2 separate regions of the Gossypium arboreum genome follow, and region 1 is linked to region 2. Evidence: chromatin contacts called from public Hi-C data. All regions are on one chromosome and are shown on one strand. Each heading gives the region's core, a stretch centred on a gene start, on an enhancer-like site or on the middle of the called end of the contact. The rest is flanking DNA. Distances are from core to core; before and after follow the strand shown. Region 1 holds the start of LOC108460449 (elongation factor 1-alpha-like). Region 2 holds the start of LOC108457861 (protein IQ-DOMAIN 3-like).

Evidence for each region. Hi-C and Micro-C count contacts between places; a contact is called where the count stands out from the background.
Region 1: a Hi-C map of leaf shows a contact between it and region 2, with 4 times the contacts expected there. The contact joins the promoter of LOC108460449 here to the promoter of LOC108457861 in region 2. A contact is called at or near these places in 3 of 5 Hi-C or Micro-C datasets (all in leaf).

The regions. Positions count from the first base shown.
Region 1 is chr4:34,739,804-34,744,682 of ASM2569848v2, forward strand. It overlaps LOC108460449 (elongation factor 1-alpha-like), which reads left to right and starts at 2,878. Exons shown (of 3, transcript XM_017759942.2): 1 at 2,878-3,104; 2 at 3,895-4,376; 3 at 4,481-4,879. The coding sequence starts at 3,915.
Region 2 is chr4:34,591,065-34,595,986 of ASM2569848v2, forward strand. It overlaps LOC108457861 (protein IQ-DOMAIN 3-like), which reads right to left and starts at 3,373. Exons shown (of 6, transcript XM_053026697.1): 1 at 3,334-3,373; 2 at 2,717-2,798; 3 at 2,333-2,632; 4 at 1,683-1,910; 5 at 1,058-1,177; 6 at 1-917. The coding sequence starts at 2,785. The coding sequence ends at 210.

The DNA.
Region 1 (4,879 bases), core at 1,628-4,127, 150 kb after region 2:
AAGGCAATAACATTAAATTACACATTGCCTTATTAAAAATCATATGAACTTACAATTTCCCATAATATCCATAATCATAGAAATCACATTTATGTATGATAATTCAATGCACTTCATGTACCATAGACATATTTTAAATCAATTCATAAACTTGGCACCATAATCATTTAATTTAACATAATTCAATTAATTCACTAAATTTAACTTTCAAATATAAATTACAACATTATTGCTATATTATTATCATACCAACTTATATACTTTCAACACCTCGGAAATTATAATAAATATATCAATTTTACATTGAAACATGCATAAATTAATGCTTATTATACATATGAACTTACCTCGATACTAAAATGGCCATTTTACCAACTTTCCCAACTTTCGATTTTTCTCTCATTCTATGTTCAAATCTCATTTTCCGGGATCTAAAACATCATATTTTACTTATTTAATTAATGTACTATTCAAAAAAGTCCTTAACTCAAACTTTGGAAAAATTACAATTTTGCCCCTAAACTTTTGCATATTTACACTTTTGCGCCTAGGCTCGGGAATTAAACTTCATCCCTTATTCTTATGTTTTATGACATCCTGATCACTTTTCCCTTCTATGGAAACATCAAATTCTCACTCTAACATATACTTATGACTATTAGGTATTTTTACCGATTAAGCCCTTTTACTCGTTTTCACTCAAAACCGAGTAGCACAAGTTGTCTAACATAATTTAAAACCTCATATTCTATCATAAAACAGAAAAATAAACACATTTCACCTATGTGTATTTTTCCAAATATGAACCCTAGCTTAAATTATTGCTAGAATAAGCTTAATCAAATTAAGGATTCCAAAACGTAAAGAACTTGAAAAACGGGGTTTGAACGGACTTACTATTGAGCTTGGAAAGCTTGAAAACCCTAGCCATGGCTTCCCCCATGCTAATTTCGGCCTCCATGAAAAAGAGAGTCAATTTTGGCTTTATTTTCCCTTTTTATTTCTTTTAATTACCAAATGACCAAAATGCCCTTCCTTACTAAACTTTCAAAAATTCCATCCATGTCCAATTTTTGTCCATCACTTAGAAATTGGTCAAATTTCTATTTAAGACCTCATAATTAATATTTCAAAGCAATTTCATACTAGAAACTTCTAGAATGCAAGTTTTACAACTTATTCAATTTAGTCCCTAACTTCAAATTGAGCATTTTATGCATAGAATTTCTTCACGAAATTTTCAAAAAATCATGCAATCATATCATAGACCTCAAAATAATCATAAAATAATTATTTCTCTCTCGAATTTTGTGGTCCCGAAACCTCTGTTCCAACTAGACCCAATTTTGGGCTATTACAAGAAATCTCTAGCAAAGGTCATTCCATGATGCCACTGTTCCTAACGGCAAGGCATTTAACCATGCCCTGGCATAATCTCTTGAGGAATTCAGAAATAGCTTAAGTCTCAAGGCGTCTTTAGGAACACCTTGTTGTTTGAATGAGTCACAGACTTTTTGAAAAAGTCTTAAATGTAGTCGTGGGTCTTCAGTGGGTAAACCACCAAATTGCACTACAGTTTGTAACATCTAGAACATTACCGGTTTCAACTCGAACTGCTGAGCTTGTATAGTCGGTCTGACTATTCCTGGATTCAAGTCATCTAGGATCGGGATAACATGCTCTCTGATTGGCCTATCTCGATCATCCACCACATGCCCCATGTGAGGATTCTTATCGTAATAATTTGGATTACTATTGAAATCATTCTTGTTTCCAGCTATTTTTCTCAATTCTTTCTTTTTTCGCAAAGTTCTGTCAATATTTGGATCAAAAAGGTATTTTGTATTAGTAGAAATGCCTCTCTATGCATTGATGGCAAACTTGTAAAAATTAAATTAAACTAAATTAAATAAAACTACTAACTAAAATAACGAAACCAAATTTCACCAAATTGTCGATCTCCAGCAACGGTGCCAAAAACTTGTCGCGTGTGAAATGATATGCAATTTGTGCAAGTATACTCGTCGGTTCAAGTAATAAAGTGATGAGTGAGTATCGCTCCCAAGAGGATCGAATTGAGGCACAAAGTTGGTCAAATTATTTTAATAAAGTCGGGTTAATGCTATGGCAAAATGATTGAATGAAATGTTATGGCAAAACTAAGGTAAATATGCAATGTTGAGTAATATATAGAATTAGTAAATAATTGGCAATGCTATGGCAAAGGTGATAGTAGGATTGTAATGGCAAATATGAGAGTGATATCCAAATATTTTATAAATAAATAACTACTAAATATGTTGTGGTAAAGATACTTCGACAGAGAATAAAGATATAGTGTCTACGATATTTATGCGGTAGGTTGGGATTATTCAAAATCAACATTCACTGTTGATAGTGCCATGTCAAAATCTTGATTGCAAATAATTATTAAAAGTTGTAAAAATATTAGAAATTAAAAAAAGTAAGTCTGTGAAAAAATATTAAAAATGCAAAAAACGATATAATTAAAATTATTTGGGATTTGTAAAAGGAAAATTGGGATCCTTAAGGAATAACCTGACATAGATCCCACCAGCAAATAAGGAATACCTGTGGCTCATCTCTCATCTCCCGCTGCTCAGGTACATCCCAGTCGATGAGACGGCCTTTTGTTTGCAATTGCAATTTGTGCAGACAAAAAGCCTGCCAATGGCCGGTATCCATACGACTTCTGCTCAAGGCCAGGCCCATCCCTTATGACTAATTCTTGCAATTTGTATAGTAAGCCAAGGACCCAACCCAAACCTAAAGCGAATAACTCCCACTCACAAAATAAGCGCGCAATATCCACTTACCAATAAAAAACGTCCGTTTAACCACATCATACTCCACATACGTGAAAATTAAACCTCGACGCCCCTAATAAGAAACCGAAGGACGTATCTGTCAAAACAAATCTGAAAAAGGACATTTTAGGAAGAAAAAGAAAGAAGCTAAAACCTGACTATAAAAACGAACGAGAGAGCAGCTCAGTTGTAAAACCCTATCACCTCTCTTACTATTATAATCTCTCTTCTGCTTTGTCGCCACGATTTCAGCTTCAGATCGCTTCTATTTCTTAGGTTCCATTCTCAGATCTAATTTATTCAATCCATTCTTTCATATTTTTATTTGCTCTATTTTTTATTCGCCTGGCTTAACTTTTTATATTAATTTCAATGTAATTTAGATCTCTCTTTTGATTTTTGTCTTCTTTTTTTCCTGATGAGATTTTTTTTTTCTGTAATACTGTTGTTAGATTTATCGTATGATAATAATTTGGAGATCTTATTTGAGCTTTTAAGAGAAATTGTTGTTTATTATGATCGTTGTATTGATTCTTTTGGCTGTAGATTTGTTTTCGTTCATATGAATAATTATTTCTGGATTTGTGCATTTTGTTTAAGTGAGTCAATCTCTGACCAACTTTTATTTTAAAAAATTTGGAGACTATGATATCAATGCGCTTTCTTGGTCCATTTTGAGAACTTTGCTGTAATTTTTCTATTCAAATATGAAATCATAGTATCTTTAGTTGTTCGTTCAATAAAAGTTAATGCTTAAATCATTGCCAAAAAAAAAAAAGTTGATGCTTAAAAATTGTAGAAAAGTAAGGGTGAAAAATAGATATGCTACTTAATTTTTGCTTCTAAAGCATGAAGTAGGAACTATGCTATTAGAATTGATGTTATGGTTTATTCTGTTGAATTTTAAACATCAAACTAGCTTAAGTATCGTGTTGTGTTAATTTGTTAATTTTTTTTTTTAAATTTTGGGATGCAGGGGTAAACATGTTCATTGTTTTTCTGGCTACCCTTTTCACTGATTGTTTATGCATGGGATTCTGGTTTAACTATATATATGTTGGTGCAGCTTGAAGCTAATACTGCAGAATGGGCAAGGAAAAGACTCACATTAACATTGTCGTAATTGGCCATGTCGACTCTGGAAAGTCAACCACCACTGGCCACTTGATCTACAAGCTTGGAGGTATTGACAAGCGTGTCATTGAAAGGTTTGAGAAGGAAGCTGCCGAGATGAACAAGAGGTCATTCAAGTATGCTTGGGTGCTTGACAAGTTGAAGGCTGAGCGTGAACGTGGTATTACCATTGACATTGCCCTGTGGAAGTTTGAGACCACCAAATATTACTGCACTGTCATCGATGCCCCTGGACATCGTGACTTTATCAAGAACATGATTACTGGTACCTCCCAGGCCGATTGTGCTGTCCTTATCATTGACTCTACCACTGGAGGTTTTGAGGCAGGTATTTCCAAGGATGGACAGACCCGTGAGCATGCTCTGCTTGCTTTCACTCTCGGTGTCAAGCAAATGATTTGCTGCTGCAACAAGGTAGGCCATTGCATTCAGGCTTTTATGTTCAGTAGTTTCTAATTGGTTGCCTTGTAATTAGTAATTATTCTTATGCATGACATATCTATTTATTTCATTTCCAGATGGATGCCACAACCCCCAAATACTCAAAGGCTAGGTATGATGAAATTGTGAAGGAAGTGTCTTCCTACTTGAAGAAGGTTGGTTACAACCCTGAGAAGATTCCTTTTGTCCCCATCTCTGGTTTTGAGGGTGACAACATGATTGAAAGGTCCACCAACCTTGATTGGTACAAGGGTCCAACTCTTCTCGAGGCTCTTGACCAGATCAATGAGCCCAAGAGACCCTCTGACAAGCCACTCCGTCTTCCACTTCAGGATGTGTACAAGATTGGAGGTATTGGAACTGTCCCAGTGGGTCGTGTTGAAACTGGTATCCTCAAGCCTGGTATGGTTGTAACCTTTGGTCCCTCTGGATTGACCACCGAAGTTAAGTCTGTTGAGATGCACCATGAGTCTCTT
Region 2 (4,922 bases), core at 2,123-4,622:
AATTTCATGAATTGAAACTAAACTTGAAGATTTTTAAGAATGTTTGTCAACCACAAACAATAAACTAAATCTCACCCAGAAAAAAGTAACCCTTTCATAATTAATAATCATAAAACCTAGGAAGAAAAAGATAATCACAACCACACTACAAGAACTTCAAGTTGTAATAACCCTTCCATGTTTATTCAATCTAACTTTTGTTGCACTCTTCACCAAGCCACTTGCCTTCCATTGCTTGGTGCATGCTGATTCTTTCTAGCCTCACTTATGTCCACTTTAGGAGGCTCTGAATGTCTCCTACTACTGGCTGGGGATGCTGGGAACAAAAGCCGTTTCTTTGCAGACCCTGCCACTCTCCTATCTGGTGTGCCACTTCCTAAGGGGCTTGGTATGTGGGACCTGGCCTTTGTGGACTGTGTTGGTGCCATATAACTTGGAACTGCAGGTGAGCTTGTAAGGCTCTCATCGTCTCTCATTGAGGACCCTGCAATGCTATGTCTCCTATAACGATCAGACCGGGTACTGAGTATGCTCCTTGAGTCTTCATACCCTCCCCATTGACTTCCTCTCGGACTTGGCAGTCTTGTTTTACCAGAAACCGATGAAATCGAAGGTGCCTTTGAAGGTGGAGTCGATGGAGACTGGCGGCTAGGAACTCGACTTGACTTCTGAGGTGTTGGAGATGGTTTGTTATCATTGTTAAGATCTTTTCGAGAATAAGCTCTGCTGATTTCACTTATAGATATCGAACAAGCACCCATACTCTTGACTGAGCCACGGTCATTGTTATCAGTTGTGCTTTGGACTTCCCATGGTCGGGCTGCCATCCATCGCTCTAACCAACTCCAACCCCAGTGTGAATTACTCGGATCCATAAATGTTTGATTCACTGATCTAGAACAGTTCTTCCACGATCGCTGTTAAAGGAAAAGAAAAAGAAGGGTCATTTAACTCTTATCAAATTTAGATTCATGATTCTACATTTGGATTGTAAATATGAAAAGCATTACACAGTTATTTACATTCTTGCAAACAAAAAGTCAATAGAACCTGATACCTGGTGACAGTATGCATAAGCCAATGCTCTTTCCCTTTTCATAGTAGCTCCTTGCTTATTATGTTGTCTTGCTTCTATCTGCTCCTTCGACTGTGTACTATCGTTCCAGTCTTCTCTCATCTGCAAATTACATGTTTAAACAACAAATCCGTAGATTCAACAGCGTTCATATACATTCTGCTTAAATAGTAGAAACAGTAGGACTTATAAGTAAAATGCTTCTGAAATCAGCCTTAAAAGGTTTTCCACAAAGTCCAAATGTTGGGAAAGGTAGTCTTTCAGTATGAGACAGGTCTCATACGTAATACCAACTTCATTGTTTTCCGGAAGGTCGGATCTTTCACTAAAGGAGTTTTGAAGGTAGTGGAAAATACACCAAAACCGATCATCAAATGGAAGAAAATTACTTCAAAGAAAAACATGAGGGCTCAACTCTCTAGAAATTCAGTCTTTGTATGCAAAACTCTAGAGGACAGATTGTGTTATGAGTTTGGTGAAAGGTACAGTAAAGTCCAAATAGGGTCAAGATCCATAAAAAAATGGTCCAAGGAAAGCCGAAAAGTCGAAGAAGATTTAGGAAATCATGAGCTCAAAGCATAAAATGTGCTAAAATCGAGGCACTTACGGGAGCTCTCAACTTCTCGAGCTCTTTCTGGCATTTCTGTTGAAGCTGGCGCTGAAGAGCCTGGTTCTCTTCTGACATTCTAATCCTCCTTGCAGAAATCTCAGACTGCAGACGAGCTAGAGTCTGCATGCATCTTAACGTTGTAGTTGCTTGGCGTTTGACGGATTGCCCTCTGATCAACGATTTCAACCTTACCAACCCTCTCAAAGCTCGCAGTGCCCTCCTAGCCTGAGAACTCAAATGCCATAACTCATAGCATGAATATGATTAATCGCTCACAAAACAAATGATTCAGGAGAAATTATGATTATGCTACACATCACCAACACTCAAGAACACCTTTCGTAATCATCATCAACATAATTAGCCACAAGTAATCATCAAGAAAGGCCGATACGAACAAAATGTCCAACGATCATTTCAAAATCAATAACAACTTTCAATTCAAGCAATAGCACCGACCGACATGGACGACAACAATGGAAAATCCAGTTAAAGTTCATACGTATATGTTTACATAAAGAACAGGCGAACACAATGTATTTTCGGATCCTTCAAAAATGTTTGAATTCATTAAGTAATAAATAAGAACATAAAACATCAAAATTAAGCAAAAAAGAAAAGAAAAGTAATGATATATATATATATACCAAATATCCACGAAATGCTGTTTGAATCCTGATAGCAGCTATTTCCTCCTTTGACTTCCCCAGATGGCGCGGCTGAGAAGTGAGACGGACAACTTCAGCAGCCGCCTGAGCAGCTGCCACCGCTGCCTCGGCCGCCACAGCGGTGGCAAGAGCCACAGAGTAGGCATGTTTGCTTTGTTCGTTTTCAGCTTCTTTTAGCTTTACATCTTCAGTTATCACTTCAGTTTCTTCAGGCACAGACACAGGGCTCAAATCTTTGCTTTTTCCGAACCATTTTTTCTTTGCCTTTGGAGTTTGGTGCTGAAATTAATTAAAAACAACAAATCTAAGAAAACCCAAACCGAAAAAAGAAATCCATTAAATTATGAATTAAATCATTGAAACCTGAGATTTCTTGGATTCAGGGCTCAAAGCTTTCTTCACAATAGAAAGCCAGCCACCTTTTTTTCCCATCTGTAAATAATTCCTGTTCTTCAAGAACATGAAATTCAATGAGAATTAATATTTATAAAAGAAAAATGAATTCAATCTGAGAAATGAAGAACAACCCAGATTCCAGAAATAGAAGATCTTCACTAAAAGCAAAAAAAAAAAAAAATCATATCAAAGTTTCCAAATTTGAACATTTTTATTAAGACAAAAACTCAATAAATACGTTCAAAATGAAAACAAAAATGTACCCAGGAAACTACTGAAAATTTACAATACCTTGGTACATAGAAAAATTCTCACAGATCTCAGTTAAAAGATTGATAAGTCAATTCTATCTCTTAGTTGTTCTTATTGTGTATTAAAACAAAAATGCAGTAATTAAAAATCAAAGAGAGAGAAGTGGATCTAGGCAAAAAAAAAAAAATGCTTGAAAGAGAGCAAAAATGGCGGAAAATAATAATAAAAGAACAGGTTGGCATTTGCAGAGGATAACTAAGAAAAGTTGGGACCCAGAATGTCCCATAGACCACTTTAAAATAAATTAACCAAAACAAGCAACAAAACATAACTGCTGCGGCAACACCAAGCAAGTACACTACAAAAAGTTGTCTTACTATTATTATTGTTATTATTAGCGTTACTCGTCAAATTCCTTTTAACTTTTTTAGTCATTCCATTATTCCAAAATTCTTTAGTCATCCGTTTTTACCGACACAAATATAATTTCACAGTTTTTAAAATTTAACTGTTAATATTTATACATTAAATTAAATTAATTTTAATTTAAAAAAATACTCTTAATATTTACACATTTTATAATTTTTTTTGTAATTTTATTTTTATTTGAGACATTTATGGTTAATTTTAAAAGAACGAAAAGAAGATGAAAACTATTATATTGAATTTGGTGTTTTTATTTTTGATATATTTTCGATCAAAATTAGTTGATAGATTTTTTTTTTAGATTTTTAGGTGAAAGCGTCACAAACAAAAATCAAAATTGAAAAAAAAAATCACAATGTGTAGACGTTGAAGATTAATTTTTTTTAGAACCAAAATTAAATTGACTCAATGCATAAATGTCGATGGTTAAATTTGTTATTTATCAATTTTAAAAGTTGTCGAGTCATCTTCCCATCAGTCATTTAACCTTCGCTGACAAAAAAAAAAATCAAATAGTTGAGTGACTAAAAAAAATATTTACCAATAGTTGAGTAACTACAAGTGTAGTTTACCCTTATTGTTGTTGTTATTCCTGTTATTATTATTTGATTTTTTTTTGTAAATAATACTCAAATAAAAAAATAACAAGATAATATATTCTATGTAACACCCCTAACCTGTATCTGTTATCAGAATAGGGTTACAGAGCATTACCGGAGTTTAAATTTCAGAACTATAAAAAAATTTTAGTATATCTAATTCATATCATCAATCACAGTAAAACCAATCAATAGCATACATATTGTCTCTTATAAGAGCCCTCGAGGCTCTAAAAATACATTAGAAACAAATCGAAACTAAATCAGGAACATATAGAAATTTTAGGGAAAAGATGAAAATTTACAAACTGAAGGGGTCACACGGCCAAAAGACACACCCATGTCTTAGGCTACGTAAGCATTCGAAATAGGGACACACGGTCGTGTCCCAGCCCCTGTCCGTGCCCGTGTAACTCACTGACTTGGGTCACACATACCCTTTGAAATAACCTCACACGCCTGTGTGTTAGGCCGTGTAAAACCTAACTTGCAACCTTTTGAAAACTATAGGGGACACACGGTCGTGCTACCTGGCCGTGTGTCACACACGACTGAGACACATGCCCGTGTCTTTACCTGTGTGGACGAAAATAGCTATTTTACAAGCCATTTTCTCACCCTTTTCAACATGTACCTATTGTGACACCCCGAATGTGACCCTAGTCGGAGAGTGGTTTCGGGACCACGAAACCGAGTCACAAGAATAATTAAGTGTTATATTCCGTACTTATTGTATGTGGAATTGGTATGCGTAAATATTTCGTGTCTCGATTTTTATTAATTAGGTGCTAATTTATAAGAAAGGACTTAGTAGTGAACTTTGAAAGTACGATAGGGAAATATGTGATGACTAATTAAAGCATGCATGCAAAATAATGGACTTGCATGTCAAATTC